Regions from separate parts of the Mus musculus genome. Here region 1 is linked to region 2. The links are chromatin contacts, called in public HiChIP or PLAC-seq maps. All regions are on one chromosome and are shown on one strand. The core of a region is the stretch at or near the end of the contact, and the rest is flanking DNA. Distances in the headings are between cores, read along the strand shown. Region 1 has its middle 24 kb from the start of Klhl36. Region 2 has its middle 20 kb from the start of Meak7.

The links. HiChIP or PLAC-seq counts read pairs in DNA pulled down with a chosen protein or histone mark.
Region 1: a contact with region 2 is called in an H3K27ac HiChIP or PLAC-seq map of epiblast stem cells. The contact joins two enhancer-like sites. A contact is called at or near these places in 7 of 39 promoter capture datasets (the 3T3-L1 cell line, the C10 cell line, embryonic stem cells and 3 more), 5 of 15 datasets of contacts at CTCF or cohesin (CD8 T cells, the G1E-ER4 cell line, embryonic stem cells and 2 more), 47 of 484 Hi-C or Micro-C datasets (the C2C12 cell line, the G1E-ER4 cell line, the HL-1 cell line and 22 more), 14 of 115 datasets of contacts at active chromatin or transcription factors (the HPC-7 cell line, Th17 cells, astrocytes and 9 more) and 1 of 9 other capture datasets (embryonic stem cells).

What each region holds. Positions count from the first base shown.
Region 1 is chr8:119,884,498-119,887,850 of GRCm38.p6, reverse strand. No RefSeq gene overlaps it. Among named protein-coding and RNA genes, the nearest start is that of Klhl36, 24 kb to the right of the region's middle. Within about 2 kb of position 2,075, at least 101 of the 459 cell types and tissues checked have an H3K27ac peak or open chromatin away from gene starts, as enhancers often do. A contact at or near this core is called in astrocytes, differentiating embryonic stem cells, epiblast stem cells and 2 more, where this site is marked.
Region 2 is chr8:119,796,516-119,799,814 of GRCm38.p6, reverse strand. No RefSeq gene overlaps it. Among named protein-coding and RNA genes, the nearest start is that of Meak7, 20 kb to the right of the region's middle. Within about 2 kb of position 1,449, at least 180 of the 459 cell types and tissues checked have an H3K27ac peak or open chromatin away from gene starts, as enhancers often do. A contact at or near this core is called in astrocytes, differentiating embryonic stem cells, epiblast stem cells and 2 more, where this site is marked.

The sequences.
Region 1 (3,353 bases), core at 826-3,325, 87 kb before region 2:
TGTAGGTGCATGCAGGGAGTCACTCAAATCATAGCCCTCACCTTTCAAGACCCCAGTGGGCACCCGAAACCTCCAGAGGCACCAAACTCTACATTCGCTTTGATTTTGCCTGCACTAGAGACTATGAAAAGGTCTAACTGATAAATTAAGACATGGGAAAAATATCAAGGGCAGTAACAAATAGTAAAGTAAGATAATTATAAATCACACTAATGAGAGTTTCTTGAAACTGGCAAAGATGAGCATGGTGCTGTGGCCAAGTGGATCCATAAAATGAAAACATCACAGATGCATCAAGCCAACCAGAAAGCTAAATCTGCACCATCGAAAGCTTGACCTTGAAACTGTGCCAGCCTGAAGCTACTGAGCTGCAGGGATTGGTTCTGAGCAGTCTGTTTGTGGCAGCTTTCTAGGTAGGTGACAATTACTGAGTCTTGGACACACACACACACACACATACACACACACACTCTAGGCAGTTGTGAAGGTGTCTGTGGCCATGAGTGCAGTGCCCACAGTGGCCAGAAGAGGGCATCAGATGATTGCCCTGGCTTTCCTGGTTCCTGATGGGATGGAATAGCTCCTGACATTAAATGGAAAGAGGGGGTTGTGGTGAGACCCAGGGCCAAAAGAACATGACAAATCCCAATAAAGCCAGGCATGGGGGCTGGAGAGTTGGCTCAGAAGCTAAGAACACTTGTTGTCGCAAAGGACCGGGGTTTGACTCTAGCACCCACATGAAGTCTCACCACTTCTCAAGCACTAGCACCAGCGTACAGACACACACAAACACAAAAAATTCATAAATTCATACGCTTAAGACAATAAAATTTAGAAGAAGAAGAAGGAGGAGGAGGAGGAAGAGGAGGAGGAGGAGGAGGAGAGGGAGAGAGAGAGGGAGAAGGAGAGGAGGAGGAGAGGAAGAGGAAGAGGGAGAAGAGGAGGAGGAGTAGGAGGAGAAGAAGGCAGTAGCAGCAGCAGCAGCAGCAGCAGCAGCAGCAGCAGCAGCAGCAGCAGCCAGGGGACTGGAGAGATGGCTCAACAGTTAAGTTCACTGACTGCTCTTCCAGAGGTCCTGAGTTCAAATGCCAGCAACCAGATGGTGGCTCACAACCATCTGTAACAGAATCCAGTGCCCTTTTCTGGTGTGTCTGAAGACAGCTGCAGTGTAGTCATATACATTAAATAAATAAATAAATAAATAAATAAATACATCTGTAAAAAAAAAAAAAAGAAAAAGAAAAAAAAGGCCAGGCAGGGGGCCAGAGAGATGGTTCAGTGGTTAACAGCTGTTGCTCTTCTGAAAAGACTTAAATTTCTAGGTTCCCAGCACCTGCTCCAGGGGAAATCTGAGGCCCTCTTCTGTCCTCTATGGGCACTGCACTCAAGCGCACACAATCACAGAAACACACAAAATACAAACAAACAAATAAAAGTATCTTAAGGCAGGGTGGTAGTGGCACACACCCTTTATCCCAGCTATCAGAAGACAGAAGTAGTTGGACCTCTGAGTTCCAGGCCAGCCTGGTCTACAGAGGGAGTTTCAGGACAGACAGGGCTACACGTAGAAACCCTGTCTCAAATAAACAAAAAATGAATGAATGAATGAATGAATGAATGAATGAATGAATAAAAAGAAAAATGTATGGTAGTCCACACCTGTGATCTCGGCACTTGGGAGGTTGAGGCTGGATGGCAGGGAGCTGGAGGTCTGTGGGGGCTAGCTACTGAATGAGTGGCTAGGCCATCCTGGGCTGGAGTTTTGTAAAACTGAAACCGGAGCTAGACTTTGAGCTGTGGGCAGGGGTGACGGACAGAGACTGGAGACCAGGTCTCTTGAATGCTAGCTGGGAGCACAAGAGCCTCAGAAGTCAGGACTGTATTTTTTAGCCCCTTTGGATGTCTGAAGAGCCTATGCAAGGGCTCAGGGGGATGAATCACAGGCAGAGGCAGCCTGATAAACTGGGAACAAAGCCAGAGCTTGTCGGAGCTTAGCTCAAAGGGCCTGGGCCAGACCCCAGGGCTTCCTGCTGTGTCAACAGGAAAGGGCAGCCAGAGCTGTCTTCCTCCCCAGACAGCAGGTGTGAGCTCCTGAGGTCACTGCAGCATCAAGCCAGGACTCGCCAGCTACCACAGCAGCCTGGGCTTACCTAATAGAAAGACTGGACTTTGATCGGAACAAACCAGGCATGGCTGTTGGCTGTTGGCTGGGTATCAAGGAAGGGCTGTGGGTCCAGAGAGGTTCCCTACGGCATGAAGGGCAGGGAGAGTGTCCCTAGCCCAAGCTGGTCCAGAACTGAGGACTGCAGCTCTACACGGCCATCTGGATGGACGAAAGGTGTCCTAAGGCAGCCATGCAAGCTCCTGTTTAAAATGTTATTTATTTATTTTGGGGGAGAGGCACAGGCCACACCATGTGCCTGTGGGGTTACAAGGACAACTTACACAGTTGTTTCTCTTGCCACCATGAGTTCCAGGGAGCAAACTTAGATTGATCCCTTAGGTTGGTGGCCCTTACCTTGAGCCATCTTGCTGGTCCCCTTGTTAGAAAGAAGTCTTTGGGGTCGGAAAGATGGCTCAGAAGGTAAGAGCACTGACTGCTCTTCCAGAGGACCCAGGTTCAATTCCCAGCACCCACATGGCAGCTCACACCTGTGCGTAACTCTAGTTCCAGAGGATCCGACACCCTCACACAGACATGCAGGCAGGCAAAACACCAATGCACATGAAATTAAAAAAATAAAATAAAATAAATATTTCAAAAAAAATCTCAAGTCCTGGCTTGCAACCTATAGCTCTTTGGAGCCAACAGGATGAGGAGAATCGGGTGTGATTTTGCTTTAATTAGCTTAGTTCTGTAAATGGCCTTTTGAGAGATAATTCACACGCTATTTTTTCAAAAGATTTAATATATATATATATATTGATTGTAGCTGTCTTCAGACACACCAGAAAAGGGCGTCAGATCTCATTACAGATGGTTGTGAGCCACCATGTGTTTGCTGAGAATTGAACTCAGGACCTCTAGGAAGAGCAGTCAGTGCTCTTTACTGCTGAGTCATCTCTCCAGCCCAATTCATATGCTATTTAATGAACTCTTTAAGTGTATAACTTTGTGTGTGTGTGGGGGTGTGTGTGTGTGTGTTTCTCTGTGTAGCCCTGGCTGTCCTGGAGTTTGCTCTGTAGAGCAGGTTGGCTTTGAACTCAGATATCCACCTGCTGCTACTGCTGGATAATGGGATTAAAGACGTGTGCGCCACCATGCCTGGCTGTCAGCTGTCTGTGAGATAAGGGCCATGCTTGAGTCAACCTCTTTCCCATTGCTAGGCAATATCGGAATTCCCTGCTTGTGG
Region 2 (3,299 bases), core at 200-2,699:
CTGCTAGCAGCCTTCACATGAAGATGTAGAACTCTCAGCTCCTCCTGCACCATGCTTGCCTGGAAGCTGCCACGCTCCCACCTTGATGATAACGAACTGAGCCACGAAAACTGTAAGTCAGCCCCAATTAAATGTTGTCCTTATAAGAGTTGCCTTGGTCATGGTGTCTGTTCACAAAAGCAAAACCCTAAGACAGGTGGCTATCCCTCCTCCCCATTGCACGTTCCTGTGGCTGTGTGTACCTAGGTCTCCTGTCTGCCTTTCCTCCCTCCCTCCTGCTCTCCCTCCCATGTTTTTCCCTCTCTCTTTCTCTTTTCCTTCTTTCCTCCCTACCCTCCCTGTTTCTCTCTCTCTCTCTCTCTCTCTCTCTCTCTCTCTCTCTCTCTCTCTCACACACACACACACACACACACACACACACACACACACACACAGAGGATTTCTCTGTACAACTCTGGCTGTTCCAGCATTCACTCTGTAGCCTGGCCTCACAGGCTGGTCTCCAACCCAGAGATCCACCTGCCTCTGCTTCCTCAGTACTGGAATTAAAGGCGTGCACCACCACCACCTGGTCTCTCCTAACTTTCAAGATAACCCCAACCTGGGATATTTAAGTGATTGGCATTTCTCCCAAACACCCCTGAATTGTTTAGGCCAGTGGGGAGGGTGTGGGGATCAGGCAGCCAGTGTTCCCACACTGTCCCATTTAGCCAGAACAAGGGGTGAGGGGACAGTGGGGCTCCAGGTTGTGGGAGTCCTATAAAGCTCGAGACAGATATACCCAGCTTTGTCTCTGGGTCCCACATACTCCTGCCAGGCCTTTCACAGATTCTAGAACATTCTCTTCAGCTGCCTGATTCCCTGGGCCCGTTTCCATGGCACTGCATGAAAGCTGAGCGAGCCTGGATGTTGTTTTCCTTGGGGTGTCTGGAGCCCCGCCCCCTTAGCCCCGCCCCCATCCTGTCTGACTTGGAGAGCCTGGGATTGCTTTCGTGCTTTTATTAGGTCCTGAGCAGATGCTTACAGGAGGGTCCTGACCGCTTCTGCCTGGGAGCTGGGCTGAGAGTGTGGGGGGCTGAGTGCCGCTGAGCCAAGAACAGAGGGAAATGAAATGCCTGCCGAGAGCAGGTCGGTGAGCAAGATGTCAGGGCAGCCACAGTGCCAGGGGCCTCAGGTGGAGGGAAGAGCTCACCCTAACTCCCTAACTTCCCTAATTCTGGGGGTTTCAGACCTGGCCTGTGGATGCTATGCCCAGAGTCAACTTGACAATGCCATCAAAGCCCAAAAATTGGCAGCCATGTGAACTCCAGCCCCCACCTTCACTGACAGTCTGCAGGTGCCTGCCCCCGGCTGCCTGAGGGTCCTCTGTGCCTCTGAGCTGCAGCTGAGGAGTCAGATCTCCATTGGATGAGGGCAGCAATAGCCTCCCCTGTCATGGCTGCCTAGCAACGTGAAGAGGCGGGACTTCCGCTTGATTTTTGGGGTGTCACGTGGGTTTAGTGGCAGAGGGGAAGCATTCTACAGAAGAGGAGGAGCCTGAGGCACGGAGAGCTGGGAGTGGGGTTTGAACATGGATCTGCTGGATCAGCAAGTGTTCTGGTCCATTTCTCCTCCCCACCCCTGCCTCCTCCTCCTTCTGTGATCTCTGCAACTGTCCGTTAAGGAACATTCCAGAACATTCCCCAACTGTTTCAGTTCGACAGGTGGAGATGCTCAGGTCGCCGTGGTCTCCAGAGCGAGGCGCTTGCTCTCCATGTCAGATTCCCTGCTTTCTCTGCCCAGGTCTACAATATAGAAAAAAGTTGCCACTGCTCAGGGCCAGAGTGGTGATCTCTGCTCTCACAGACAGGGCATCCCTGTCGCACCCCAGTCACCTTGTTACAGACACGAGCTTCCTCAACAGGCTCCGACTTGCACAGAGAAGCCTGGGAAGTAGAGACAGGAGCATCAGCCTGCTCTGGGCTCCTTCACATCTCCCTCGCTGCCTGGATCGAGTTGATGCTTTCGTCCACACAGGTCTCTGCCATGTCAGATACCTCATCACTAAGAGTTTTCCAGACCCTCTTCTAGAACATCACCTGTGCCCTACTGCAGACTCGGCACCCAGTTGTTTATTATTTTGAGCCTGGGTCTCATGTCAAGGACCCTGTCGCTGGTATTGAGGATAACTCAGGCATGGGGCGAGAACTCCATTAAAACTTGTGGAGTGTAAGGTCATAGCTCTGTGTGTGCCATTCCCCCTTGTCTCTATCTCTCTTTGCTTGTCATAGAAAGTGACCTGCAGCTAATGTGGTGGCACATGCCCATGACCCCAACACTTGGGAAACTGAGGCAGGAAGATAGCAGTTTACATTTTAGCTTGGGCTACATAGTGATAACCTGCTGGTGAGATGGTTCATTAGGTAAAGGTGCCTGGTGAGCCTGGCGGCCCAAGTTTGACCCCTGGAAGCCACGTAAAGGTGGAAGGAGAGAACTGAATCCACAAAGTTATCCTCCGACCTCGGTGCACATCCTGGGAGATCCACACTGTACCCAAGCATCACATATGCATGCAATAATAACAAAGTGAACCAGAGGTCTGGATGCATTTGTGAGTGTCTGGCACTCCTGGCATCTGATGGGCATCTATAGTGCACAGAGCGACCCCTGTCAACTGTGCCAGCTGTCAATGTTCTCTATGGTGGCAGCTCATGGAGTAAGTGTGTCACCTGCTTATATTACCTACCGATGAATGTTCTCATCCTAGCACACTGTGGTCTGAGGAGCAACTCTGTAGACAGCTATGCCTTGGTGCACTCGGGCAGGGTGGCCCTTCTGACACACAGAGAGAGCAAGGATCCTGTCAGATCACCCCAAATGGGTCATACCAGAGACTAGACAAGTACAGGTTTCTCCCACATGTGCTGAGCCAAGGCTGGAATGGTCAGTAGTGTTAGGAGAGCCACCCAGGGAACTTGGGGCCTTGTACTAAGAACAGACACATAAACCCCTCCCAAATAACCCAGCCCAGAGGTCTGTGTGTGTTCCAGCCTTCTCTGTCTGCCGCCTGATAGCTCAGGGCCTGACCAGTTCCTTTGCTGCCCGGTGTTCACCCATCTCCACATCTCTGTCAGTGTAATAAAATTGACAATATCACCTCTGCTCAGAGAGAGACTCCTAGCAGAGTAAATGAGCACCTGCCCTGTACTGTGGCCTGGATGAGTGAACACTGCCTGCCCAGCCCTGAGGCCTGTAGGGCACCCCTAGGCTTGGGCTACTGTCCAGTCTTGCTTTCCGGAGCCTTTCACTGGTTTATAGTG